Regions from separate parts of the Triticum aestivum genome. Here region 1 is linked to region 2. The links are chromatin contacts, called in public Hi-C maps. All regions are on one chromosome and are shown on one strand. The core of a region is the stretch at or near the end of the contact, and the rest is flanking DNA. Distances in the headings are between cores, read along the strand shown. Region 1 has its middle 140 kb from the start of LOC123107501. Region 2 holds the start of LOC123104535 (protein SHI RELATED SEQUENCE 1).

Region 1 (7,319 bases), core at 4,452-6,951, 570 kb before region 2:
ACTCCCGTTTGCCGGAGGAACACTTTGTGTGCTACCAAACGTCACAACGTAACTGGGTGATTATAAAGGAGCTCTACAGGTGTCTCCAAAGGTAAATGTTGGGTTGGCGTATTTCGAGCTTAGGATTTGTCACTCCGATTGTCGGAGAGGTATCTCTGGGCCCTCTCGGTAATGCACATCACACAAGCCTTGCAAGCATTGCAACTAATGAGTTAGTTGTGAGATGATGTATTACGGAACAAGTAAAGAGACTTGCCGGTAACGAGATTAAACTAGGTATTAAGATACCGACGATCGAATCTTGGGCAAGTAACATACCGATGACAAAGGGAACAACGTATGTTGTTATGCGATCTGACCGATAAAGATCTTCGTAGAATATGTGGGAGCCAATATGAGCATCCAGGTTCCACTATTGATTATTGACTGGAGACGTGTCTCGGTCATGTCTACATTGTTCTCAAACCCGTAGGGTCCGCACGCTTAAGGTTTCGATGACAGTTATATTATGAGTTTATGAGTTTTGATGTACCGAAGGAGTTCGGAGTCCCGGATGAGATGGGGGACATGACGAGGAGTCTCGAAATGGTCGAGACGTAAAGATCGATATATTGGACGACTATATTTGGACATCGGAAAGGTTCCGAGTGATTCGGGTATTTTTCGGAGTACCGGAAAGTTACGGGAATATGTATTGGGCCTTATTGGGCCATACGGGAAAGAAGAAAAATGGCCTCAAGGGTGGCCACACCCCTCCCCTTGGTCTAGTCCGAATTGGACTAGGGAAGGGGGGCGCCCCCTTCCTTCCTTCTCCTTTTCCCCTCCTCTTTTCCTATTCCATATGGGAGGTGGAATCTTACTTGGACTAGGGAGTCCTAGTAGGACTCCACACTTGGCGCGCCCCCTCCTAGGGCCGGCCTCCTCCTCCCTTGCTCCTTTATATACGGGGGCAGGGGGGCACCTCTAGACACACAAGTTGATCCTCGTGATCGTTTTCTTAGTCGTGTGCGGTGCCCCCCTCCACCATAATCCTCGATAATATTGTAGCGGTGCTTAGGCGAAGCCCTGCGACGGTAGAACATCAAGATCGTCATCACGCCGTCGTGCTGACGGAACTCTTCCCCGACACTTTGCTGGATCGGAGTCCGGGGATAGTCATCGAGCTGAACGTGTGCTAGAACTCGGAGGTGCCGTAGTTTCGGTGCTTGATCGGTTGGGCCGTGAAGACGTACGACTACATCAACCGCGTTGTTATAACGCTTCCGCTGTCGGTCTACGAGGGTACGTAGACAACACTCTCCCCTCTCGTTGCTATGCATTACCATGATCTTGCGTGTGCGTAGGAAATTTTTGAAATTACTACGTTCCCCAACAGCAAATATTCAAGCTACGCCGGTTATTGTGTTCTTTTAGTTGGGTTCATATGGCTTTAAAAGATTATTTCTTTAAAGGTATGTAATTTTTGGATCTATAGTTATAGTTTCTATTGAAGAAGACAAGGAAATTCATAGTTTATCAGTTTACATTCTTTGTAATTTATCAACTTAAGTGAAATACTTGATGTAATTATAAACATGTGTGAATTTCTTGTGCTTCCAACATATACATTTTCATTATTATTAGTTGAAACCTTAACTTTGAAATGTTGCCTAGAGCTTCAACATTATCTTGGGAGACACGTGGCGCTGTTAAACTTTCAATCTAAAAGAACTTTAGTATGCTGTCAAAGCTTATTTTATCAAACTAAGTGTTAGGGATATACTCCCTCCGTCCCATAATATAACAACATTTTTTACATTGGTATAATGTGAAAAACATTCTTATAACTCTAGTATGCTGTCAAAGCTTATTTTATCAAACCAAGTGTTAGGGATATACTCCCTCTGTCCCATAATATAACAACGTTTTTTACATTGGTATAGTGTGAAAAACGTTCTTATATTATGGGACGGAGTGAGTATTTGTTAGTTAAAGATCGTATAGGATTAGATACGAATTGTTTCCATCTTATCTCTAGGAGGCGTCTTGCCCTTGTACTCAATATATACTTGCCCTTGAGGCTCAGTAATATCATCCGCCGCATTGCGCCAATCATCTCCCCTCTATTCCTCTTACACTAAGGGTAGTTTAATTTGTCCGAATCATCTCTTTGCAAGATGAATGATTTAGCTTCCTCTCTATCTTTATGTTTCACTCCAAACCAAAGATGTGAAAAGACTCCAGCAAAATGCACTGCAATTTTCACTTTTAACAAATCAAAAGAACTCAGTGCATACAAATTCAGGAGATCCCCCAAGGCCCAAGTTCAGAAGCTTGCACCAGCTCTGAAGAGCTAGAAAAATTCAATGTAGCTATAACGTGTTGAGAGATTGACCCATGAATGTTATGAAAACAAACATGTAGGATGAAGCGGATCCCTCTGCGAGCGAGTGGACACCATCACGTGGGTAGAGCTGCGGCCGTTGCGTCGGGGCAGCGGCGCTCTTAGCTCACATCAGCTTCGGCGACCGGCTCACCCAACTCCTCTGGGGCATCTTTCCGCGGCGTTAGAAGATAGGGCTACACACCTCAATGCGGCATTGGCGCTCCCCCTGACTGCTTCGACTCCCTTCGACGGCGGCGGTGGCAGCAGCTTCTACAGAGTTGAAACGAACGGGCAAATAATTTACCTATGATTATTGAGAGAGGTTACCTACAAAATAGGGGTAAGTGGGTGGTTAGCATTTCCGCATGTGATCTGCCACCGTCCCTTGCCGACCCAATGCTTTGGTTGACGATTATAATGTTTCCTTCCACTTGAATGAGGTAGGTATGTTGTTTCACAAACAATTTGAAATTTAGAGTTTTCAATATGTTTGACTAAGTATAATCAGGACGTGTGTTGCACGTACAAGCTTACTAGTATATAAAAAAGGAAAGTAGTCTCCTAGTCACAAATGGTAAGGCGACATGTCGGTTACCGTGGTCAGTACTATTACTCGAGGTTGTGAGTTTGATCCTCTACCGATGCATGATTTCTTTTGGACTTTTACAGAAGAAGAAAAAAAAATTATGTACATGGGTCCGCCCAAGGCGGATGGGGTGTGTGCGCCCATTAGCCTCTATCCGGCGCGTGAAGCGCCGAATAGGATTTGCCAATTAGGAGCTCCGTCTCGCCTAGAGCGAGACGGAGAGGAAGTCTCGCTGAAGGGGAGCTTCATAATGGGTCAGCCCATCGCGCCGCTAACCATAGGCCATATCTTAATTTTTTATTTTTTATTTTACTTTGTTTATATTTCCAGGTATTATATATTACAAAAAATAGTTTACATGTTTTTTTAAGAAATTGTTAATCAAGCATTTAAAAATGATGAATGTGTATACAAAAATGTTTATCACATATACAAAAAATATACAAGATGAAATCTGTAAAGAAAAATCTTGACCTTGTATTTAAAAATAGTCAATCCAAGCACTTTAAAAAATGTTGAGAAAGTGTTGCCATGTATTCAACAAATGTTAAATGTGTATATAGGAAATGTTGCTACGTATTCAACAAATGTTAAACTTGTATCTTAAAAATGTTATATGCGTATTAAAAATTTAAAGAAGTATTTCATTTTTTTAACAAGCATTTGAAAAAATGTAAAATGTGTACAGAAAACATGTTGACCTTGTATTAAAAAAATGTTAAACTTGCGTTTGAATTTTTTTTAATCAAGCATTTGAAAAAAATGTTAGTGTATACAACAAATGTTGACAATTTATTAAAAAAACTTAATCTTATATTTGAAAAATGCTAATCGCTCATTTGCGAAATGTTAAATGTGTATAGAAAATATGTTGATGATTTGGTAAAAAATTTTGACCTGGTAATGCTAATCAAGCATTTGAATAAATGATAAATATGTATAGAAAATAAATGCTGACCATGCACTAAGAAAATGATTACGTGGTATTTGAAAAATGTTAATCAAGCATTAGAAAATGTGAAATGTGTATAATTTTTTTGACCATGTATTAAAAAAATGTTAAAATTATATTTCAAAGATGTTAATCCAAAATTTGTAAAAATTATTAAATGTGTATGCCAAAAAGTTGTCCATTTATTTTTTAAAAAATTAACCTGCTATTTGTACATTTTTTATCAACCATTTGAAAAATGTTTAATGTGTATAGGAAAAATGTTGACCATGTATTCAACAAATGTTATTCTGATATTTGAAATGTGTTAAACATGTATCAGAAAATTTTACCCGATATATACCAAAGAAGTGTATAGAAAAACAGCGAAAACCCGAGAGAAAACAAAAGGAAACCAATGAAAAAAAAGCAAACACAACCGAAGAAAAATGATGGTTAAAAGAAAACAAAAAATCTAATGAAAACCGAAGATAAACAGTAAAAACAAAGAGAGAAACAAAGAAAATTCGTGAAAAAGACTCAAGAAAAGAAAAAGTTTCACTGGCTCTTTTCCTTCAAGTTAGTCGTACCCTACTAATTCGACACTACCCTAACAGTAACTCAGTGGCTAGCAGGGCTACGCAGCAACCAGGAGATACTGGGATTGAAAAATGTTGGCCACGTATTAAAAAATGGTAAACTTGTATTTGAAAAATGTTAATAAAAAATTTGAAAAAAATGTTAAATGTGTATACAAAAAATGCTGACCATTTATTAAAAAATTGTTAAACTTATATTTGAAAAATGTTAATCTAGCATTTGAAAAAAATGGTAAATGTGTATAGAAAAAATGTTGACCAAATATTAAAACAATGTTAACTTGGTATTGAATTTTTTTAATATGCATTTGAAAAAAAAGTTTATAGAAAAAAGGACCATGTATTCAAAAATATAAATCTGCTATTTCGAAAATTTAAATGTAGCATTTGAAAAATTGTAGATGTGTATAGAGAAAATGTTTTCCATGTATTAAATTAATGTTAATGTTGTATTTGCAATTTTCTAAACATATATTAAAACTTTTATTGGATATATAGAAAAAAATGTTTGTTGAAAAACGTTGAAAACCTGAGAAAACAAAAGAAAACCGATGAAAAAGAAAAAAACCATAGAAAAATGAAGGGGAAAAAGAAAACAACGATGCCAGTGATAACTAAAGAAAACAAAGAAAAATAAGAAATGAAAAAAATCAATAAACCAGAGAAAGAAAACGAATAAAAACCTGTAAACAAGAAGAAGAAAACAAAACTGTAAAAACCGGAAAACTGGCTCTTTCCCTTCAAGTTGGTCGCGCTCTACTAATTTGACATGAGCCCGACAGTGACTCATTGACTATCATGGCAACGCAGCAACCAAGAAATACTGGGATTGATCCCGGAGCAAGCTTCCTTTTTAAGTATGATATATAATGGGCCGGACTGTTACTATAGATGCTTCAGGCGAGAACTCCTACTGTCTCATTATAAGCGAGATATAGCCCTCGTGATGGCAATTGCACGAAGACACTGCCTTTACTGATTTTTTTTTCCTTCAAAAAATGCACTCTTGCTTGCTTCGCATGATCTATCTATACATAGTGCTACCAACGAAAAGGCAGAGCACTTACCATAAATAAATAAATAGCAAGAAAAGCATAAGCAAAAGCCACTCTCCAATATTATTATATAAGAGGGAGCAGGGAGACAAGTAGACAGCATCACAAGGATACGTGCGACAGGTTCCGGTCGTGATCACCAAAGCTAGCAGTAGCAGAGCCCCACACACAACACGTTGTTGTGTATATAATCATGGTGATAATCGACTACTCGACGCGACTCCACACTCGTATGTGTGTGATCTCGCTTTTACTAGGCACTTTCGGTGTCAACGACGGACGGATGGACGCATCGATCGGTCGGTCGACAGATGGATGGAGTGGAGATATCGATCCCTCTCGACGCGTCCCTGTCGTGCCGCTGAGCCGAGCCAATGCTACTCGCCATGTATATAGGTTGTCGCTCGTAGGTGACGTTGGCTTCAATTTCCAGCTCGTGCCTGGGACGACCTGATGGCTACAGTGCTTGACTTGTTGTTCCATTCGTCACGTTCGTTAGAGATCCCCTCTGCTTTGGCCTTTTGTGGGTAGCAGGTAGGCAGGATACGGCTGCTGGGTGCACACAGCGTGAAGTGCAGCAACTCAAAGCTAGCTCTCATACGTCAGCTAATTAGAGTGTTTATTATGGGTTAGCAAAGTCTCCGATCCGGCGATTAATGGCCGGCTAATTAAGTAGTAGGCTTGGTACCTACTTCATAGCTCTATGGATTCGGGGTTAGTTTAGATATGGTGATTCTACCTTCGGCTGGTGGAAGATGGGATGATGCGTCGAGAGGAATCACCATATCTAATCCAGATGTGATAGAGGACACGAAACCTCACATGGTATAAGGCTAATAGTTGAAAGGAAAATGGAGAAGAGTAGCAAAAGAATTCTGTACACATATGGGTCCGGTACAGCGCAGCTACCGCTACATGCAGGACACGTACCTGCCACGGTGGAACAGTGTTTCGGCTAACCATTTGTTGGTTTTCTTCTTGTCTCGAATCCGACTGAATGGATGTGTCTGCCTATGGGAGTGCCAATCCATCGCTAGGTTTTCCTGCCAACTTATTGAAACTGCGACGATGGAGTCACTTGGTTAGGGTTTTCAGGTGAGTTCCAGATCCAACCTTCCGCTTCCCGTTTGCGATGAGTGTCGCCATTAAAGACGACGAGGCCAACTTGCGGTTCTATCTAGAGCGAGAATAAGTTGCTTAATTAACAGGCCACAGTTTGGGCCGTCACCGGAAATGGTCATTAGTGACTAATTTTGGTTCGTCACCTAAAACAACATTTTGCGTGACAAAAAAAGTGATACCGTCAAGATTTTATTTTCTGTGACGACGCTTCAGTGACGATGGGGTGACAGCCGAAAAACGTCACCAGGCCATTTTCGGTGACAAAAATCGGTTTTACGTTACACAAGTCGGCCGTCACAAAATAGGCTACGCTTTGTTGCGTGTGGAACGGTGGATGAAGGAGCCTAACAAAGTGCCTACAGTGTTGAAAGTCTAGTTGCCAGAGCCGGACGAGCCAACATTCTATTTCTCATCAGAATCCGACAACGGAATACGCCGCCAACACCAACAAAGCATACTAAGAAGCGCATGGTGGAGCATCCAGTCATCATCCATGTCGACTGGGTGGTTGATCGTAGTCTGATCATTTCTGAGTTGCTGGTTGTGTATGAGTACAACGACGATCGACTACGACACTACTCAGGCTTCACACATACACTAGTTGGAATGGTATGGTTGATGGCACAACTTCTCCTCTCCATCAAGATGGCCGTTGTGGGTT
Region 2 (6,797 bases), core at 2,179-4,678:
GCGGCGAGCGTCCGTCTCCGCTGTCGCGAGGGACCGGCGGTAGACCCATGCGAGTAGCCACGCGTCCTCGTCGGGGTCCGCCTGCATCCCGCGGCGGTGGCGCGCGGACTGCTCCACCGTATCCCTCTCCCGTGTACGCAACCTCTCGCGGCGCGCGGCGCGCGCCTCCAATTCCGGAGTGCGCGTGCGGGCCAATGGCGCGGGCACTAGCACTCACCGTTCCTGCATGGGGGAGCAGCCGGCGGGGGAAGGAGACAGCGCGGGGCAGTGCGGACTGTGCTGTCATGGTGTCGCTGCATGCGGGCTGGGAGTGTCCAGCTCCGGCGTCCGCGCAGTGGCGATGCTCCAGATCCGGAGCTGCCATCGGTCTCCACCCTGGACTGCTCCAACGTAATGCAGAGGGCCATCTCCTCTCGTAGTTGAGCTTGAAGACGGAGTAGTTGCCGGAGCTGGACATCGGAGTGGATGGGATCAGAATCGGAGAGGGATAGGAAAGGATGAAGCGAGAAAGAGTGAGTTAGGGTTCGGAGGGAGGTGTTCGGATTGGGGTTTTTGTGGGACAGGTATGGGATCGGTGGTGGGCCGGGCCTATTAGGCGAACGCGCTGTGCGTGCCCAGGCCGCCCCATATCCGTCCTATATTTGAGCTGGATATGAGGGGTGCCGGCCAGCCCGAGCGTTTGTCCGCGGTTTGAGAGTTTCGGTTAAGTTTTTTTGTTACCAGTCAGTGATCGGATGGTCTGTCCGAGCATTTGAGACGAATACAAGAGGTCCGGCTGTAGATGCTCTTAGCCAGCACCCCACTGGACTCGACGAGGCATGATCTCACCACAGGGCATGGATCGTACGTACGCTTGCCGTCTCGTGTTTGTTTTACTCGATCGTGGCCCTACTTACTCGTGCCTAAGACCAGCAGAAGCTACGCGTTAGCCCGCTACGTAGCCGCCATTCGCCTAGCTAAGCTCGTTGTCTGACCCGAGAATGAAGTAGTGGATCTCATTCTGATCGGTCTCTCAAGTTTGTCATCTTGCAAGCTACCAGTACTAGTACAGTACTACTATACATCACGTACCACTCCGTCGTTCAAATGTCCAACGCACGCATCTGTGGAGTACGCGGTCCTTTCTCCGCCCTCAACTGAATGCGTGTCTCTCCGGCATTAAATTTAAATTTTACTCACGGTACTGTTGCCGACGATCGAGCGAGCCATGATGCATGCATTCATGCATGGGCTGGATGGATCCACTAGAGGCAATAAACTCGTCCCAGTTCGATCCGGCCTGGCCTGGGCAGCTGGGCGGGCTGCACGGACTTGTGCAGCAGCTAGTGCCTGCGTCGGGACCAGACCCGACGGTGGCCGGGCTGAAACCCAGGATCGGCGCTACGTGCTAGGTACAGGGAAGAACGTGGCCACTGTCTTTTCCAGGGAACCGGGAAAAAAATCCATCCCCGTGATCCCAGAACCAACCAAACCTTTTTCCAGTAGGCCACGTGGTACGTGGCCAAGCTTTGACAATCCGCGCCAGCTAGACGATCGGGGTCTCGTGCCTAAAACCGAGCTGCGAGCTCGATCGAATATCTCCAGAACTGGTGGCGAGCTCGAGCTCAGAAGCAAGATGTGGAGTGGAGTGGAGCGGAGTGGAGTACGTTTGTCCGCGTGGCCGGGCCGGCCGAGAAAGGCAAGTCCCAAGTAGCACCCGCGCGGCTCCGCCTGCCCAAACGAGACGCGCTACGGATGATGATCTGATCGAGACCCTTAATAATTCGCAACAGTCCCCTTGCTACCAGAACACAGTCCCTTTTGTGATCAAAGAGGCTTTAGGTACGTGTGATGTGAAGCCGCTGGACCTGGACCGATCGGCGCAGCATGCATGTTGGTCACTGCAGTGCACTGCAGCCCGAGCCCGAGCCGGACGAGGACCACGCAAGCCACAAAGGTTTACGTACTCCACACAGCAACAGCAATAGTACCGGATGTACTACGGCACACCGCCGCCCGGTCGCTGTTGCTTCCGTTCCGCTGGGCCAAGCAAGACGTGGATCCATTCCGGTCCACTGGAGCTGGATACACACACCACCACACCCCACCACATGCCCCCCTATCGCTATCGCTCTCGCTCTCGGTCGGTCTCCACCAGTACGAAATCTACTAGGTGACGAGTACTAGTAAAACTAAGCGCCGCGCCTGAGGCGACAGCGACGTCGGCCCCTTCCGTCCGTTAATTACCCTAGTACGCGCAGATTGCAGATTGTTTGACTCCCGGAGCGCAAGCGGAGATGGAGCTGGTAAACCGGGAAGGAAACGCGTCGACTACTACTAATGGAGGCCACCCAGCACCAATCAACTGGTCGTGGTAATACTCCACGACGCATGATTTGATACCACACACGGCGGGCGAGGCGGCCGGGACTGTGCGTGGTGGAGCCGGACCCGCCGCCGGCGTCCACGTCCTCGGGATCCTCCTGACTCTGCCCGCCGGTCGCCAGTCTCTCTGCGCCAAAGCGTCCGAGTTTCAGCGCGTTTCCATGCAGGGCCATGCCACGGACCAAGAATTGACCGATGCAGAGCACTGTAGCCGACGTGAGTGGAGGCAGGGCAGGGATGGCATCGATCGAGGGCGCCGCGCGAGGCCACGACCACGACGACCGCGATCACGATGGAGTGAAGCCCCGGAAACGGGCCACGTTGGGCGCGGAAAGCTGTCCGCATCTGCATGCGACACGGCAGCTTCGAAAGAAAAAGGCGCGCGCGCGGCTGGCTGGCTCCCGTGTTTTCCGGCGCCCTTGACCGGCCGCGGCCGGCCCCCGCGCGCCGCCGACCGCCGTCCGTGCGCGATCCGACGGTGGCGCCGGTGTTCTGGAACCAACCAAGCAACAAATTGCGGTGCAACTGTGCGGGTGAAAGACCCTCCGCCGGTGCAACTTTACAGGGCCGAATTGAATATTGCATTGACTAGTGCGTGTGAGAGTAGCGGACATGCATGGCATGGCATGGCGCGGCGTGGGGGCAGCTGGATTCCGGAGCACGCCAATGATACGGGCGCGGCGCGGCAGCGGCAGGCAAACATTTACTCGTGGTACATTCCATCCGGGCCGGCGGCCGGGGCCGCGCGCCATGCTTATTCTATTGCGCCACTGTTGTGCTGTGCCCTTTTCCGTCGCAACATCAGCTGCAGCAGCCGCCCGCCGCGTTGCCGTGTTGGGTGCCTGCCTACCCCCCTCACTCACTCACTCCCTCGGCTGTGCCTGTGCTTGTGCTGCAAACTCCAAGCTTGTTTTGAGAGAGAGAGAGAGAGAGAAGGGGAGGGGAGGGAGCAGGCAGGGCAATAAATGGCAGCTTTGGTGCGCGCAGGCACCATGGCGGCGTAGCAGGCCCTCTCTGTCGCCTCACCGTCTTAACTCGCACGCGACCCCCCCCCCCCCCCCCCCCCCGCTGCCACGCGGACTTTTACTCCTCCTCATCTCCACCTCCTCACCCTCCTCCTCCTCCCCATCCTCTTCTCTTCCCTTCCCATCGACGAGGCCAGCAGCCGGACATACCGCAGTACGTAGGTAGGAAGATAGCGCGTACTCCTACACGAGCTAGCGCATGGCCAGGGCAGCGACTGTAGATAGAGTGAAATAGAGGGAGATCGGCACGGCGGCCTATGGATTTGGGCGCATGGCGGGCTTCCCTCTAGGCACAGGAGGAAGCGGCCGCGACAGCTCCGCGTCGCCGCCCGGCGTGCACCCGTCCGACGCGTCCACCTTCCTCTACGCCACGCGCGGGGGCGGCTTCCAGCTATGGGGCCAGCCGCAGGACCAGCAGCAGCTCACGCACCCCTTCTACGCCCCCAACCTCATCCGCTTCGCCACCGATGACCTCCCCGCAGGCGCCGCGCAGTCGCTCGCCGGCGCGGCCTCCTCCTCCTCCTCACGCGGGGCGCGCGCTGCCGCCCTGGCCGGCACCGGCGGCGGCACCAGCTGCCAGGACTGCGGCAACCAGGCCAAGAAGGACTGCCAGCACCAGCGCTGCCGCACCTGCTGCAAGTCCCGGGGCTTCGCCTGCTCCACCCACGTCAAGTCCACCTGGGTTCCCGCCTCCAAGCGCCGCGAGCGCCAGCAGCAGCTCACCGCGCTCGCCGCCTCCGCCGCCGCGACCACGGGCGGGGCTGGCCCCTCACGCGACCTCACCAAGCGCCCCCGCGCTCGCCTCGCGGCCACCACGCCCACCACCTCCTCAGGTACGTACTATATACCACGTACGTGGTGCAAAACCTACACCTTCCATGCCTCCATGCTCCCGGATCTGACGCTAAAACCTGTGCTTTTTGTGTGTGCGTGTGTAGGGGATCAGCAGATGGTGACGGTGGCGGAGAGGTTCCCGCGGGAGGTGAGCTCGGAGGCGGTGTTCCGATGCGTGCGTCTCGGGCCGGTGGACCAGGCCGAGGCGGAGCTCGCGTACCAGACCACCGTCAGCATCGGCGGCCACGTGTTCAAGGGAATCCTCCACGACGTCGGCCCCAGCAACGCCCACGCCCAGCTGCAAGCTGCCGCAGGAGGCAGCGGCGGCGGAGGCGGCGACTACCAGTTCCGCCTGACCGGCGACGTGTCCCCGCCGAGCACGGGCGCGGAAGCGGGCGACGCAGGCGGCGGCAACAACCACAACATCGTCGTGTCATCGGCTGTGGTGATGGATCCGTACCCGACGCCCGGGCTCTACGGCTCGTTCCCGGCCACCACGCCCTTCTTCCACGGCCACCCCTACCAGAGACAGTGACGACGCACGGACGCACGTCGACGGCGCCTCCCGCTGTAACACCGTGCCTCCACCCAACCCCTGGTTTCTTCGATCTGTCAATTGATGCATAAATTGATGCTCCTTCCTTCTCTAGAGCCTAGCTATAGCTTAGCTTAATGAGGCCCCGTAATTTAGACCTTTCTAGCTCTTCTTGGGAGCATCTGAGGCGATTAGTCAGTGACATACCCTGTCAGAGCAAATGATTAGAAATCTGACAGTTAGGATCCCGGGAACTAAGCGTGATTTCTTGCACTGCTCTAGCTTGTTTTTTTCTTTCCGGATCTTCAATTGACAGTGTTCTTAACAATCTTGATTTTCCTGCTACTTCTTTCATCAGAGCAATAATATATGATGCTAAGGCTTCTTTAAATTTACTTTTACCACGACGTACTACGTAGCCTCTTCTATTTATCTGTCTTGCACAAGGTGCGACCACTCGGCTTTACTACTCGTTTTCCCTTTGCTCTTCAAAAGCTGCGCCCTAGAAACCTAGTCGACTTTACTTGGTAGCTCGTGGATCCAAGATACTATGTCGCGTCCTTCGCCTTAAGTTAATGGCGTGGTTCTGTTAGTTTTATGGCTAGTACTATATTAGAATTTGGGAGTGAGCCATTGTATGCTCATATAGGAGAGAGGAATGCAAGAAAGTTTGAGACCAAATGATCAGTTGATTGGGAGCTGACCGATCGAGCCATGCGATGATCCCTTTGCTTGATTTCGGTGTTTGTTTTATGTTTCCGAGCTTAGCAGGTATGAGGGGGAATGATTGATTGGTGGCTCATTCATCTCATTTTTGTTTTCGTCATCTATGGCATGAACTTGTTGATTTGTTTTTCCACCACCTTAGATTGCAATTGCATTGGGTACCCAGTTCTGTTTTTTTAATAAATTTATAAGAGTCATCTCACAAGAAATGATGAAGTTTTTTTTTACCAAAATAATTATATCCGTTAGTGCTAGCAAACGTACCATTGCAGTTCATTTCAATCTCTAAGTCTGCTTGTGAAAAGCTACGATTTGAGTACAGTAGTAGTATTAACAAATTATGTTATTTTATCTGTATATTTACTTTTTAAGAAATATAATTCGTGTTTGTGAATGAGAAAATCCATGTGTCTGCATGGCTTTTAGCAATAATAGTAGTGGGGTACATAAGCCGGCAGTTTTGATATTGAAGTTAGAATTTGAAAAATAATTCTACACAGCAGGCTAAATAAATTTGATGATGGGTCGTGTAAACTTCCAAAATTGCACATGCGTACTAAGCCTTTAACTTCTTAATACCTTAATTTCTCTTTGAAGCATAACATGTTTTTTCGTCAAATAGTGTTACTATTATAATGCATGGAGGTTCCTTTGTATATGCTGCCTTTCAACTTGGTCGATTTCATTATCTCAAAAGAGAACTTGCTCTATTTCAAAGGATGCAACATGTGTATATTCCGCTGAATGCATTTACCTTAATTTAGTAAACTAATAGTAGTAGATTGGCCAAAATTATTGACACCTGGGATCTTTTTGGGTTTAAAGCTGCACCCTAACTTAATTTCATTGTTTTGATAATACATTTATCCTCTAATTTTCTTCATAATAATGAGTTCATGAGAATAAAAGTTCATGAATGGAAATGCTGATTCTTAAATTCAATGTGACCACTATATTTGAATATTAATATCGGGGTGTTTAACTCGTGTCTTTGTGTTGTTTGTTTGTTCTTGCTTATTAGTGGCCACTCCCTCTCGCATTGTGTATTTCCGGGATATATACTGTGATATGCTGAAATAACGTGGTTATTGTGTTGTGTAAGTAACTATTGGTTAGTCATATGCATGCATGGCAAATGATTTATGTCAATCCTCTATATACCTATGGAAATACCTTCATAGAAATAGTGGCTTCTAGTGTTAGCGTTGCGATGAAATGCACCACACTAAGGTTAGTTTCTAAGATATATATGTTTGTATGTTTGTGTTTTAAAACGTAGTCGTGGTTAGCGTTTGACAGTTATAAAAATGGAT

Evidence for each region. Hi-C and Micro-C count contacts between places; a contact is called where the count stands out from the background.
Region 1: a contact with region 2 is called in a Hi-C map of leaf, with 6 times the contacts expected there. The contact joins the enhancer-like site here to the promoter of LOC123104535 in region 2. A contact is called at or near these places in 2 of 5 Hi-C or Micro-C datasets (both in leaf).

The regions. Positions count from the first base shown.
Region 1 is chr5A:531,560,548-531,567,866 of IWGSC CS RefSeq v2.1, reverse strand. No RefSeq gene overlaps it. Among protein-coding and RNA genes, the nearest start is that of LOC123107501, 140 kb to the left of the region's middle. Within about 2 kb of position 5,701, at least 1 of the 8 cell types and tissues checked has an H3K27ac peak or open chromatin away from gene starts, as enhancers often do. A contact at or near this core is called in leaf, where this site is marked.
Region 2 is chr5A:530,983,948-530,990,744 of IWGSC CS RefSeq v2.1, reverse strand. LOC123104535 (protein SHI RELATED SEQUENCE 1) reads left to right here and starts at 3,428. Exons shown (of 2, transcript XM_044526405.1): 1 at 3,428-4,222; 2 at 4,328-5,149. The coding sequence starts at 3,661. The coding sequence ends at 4,758.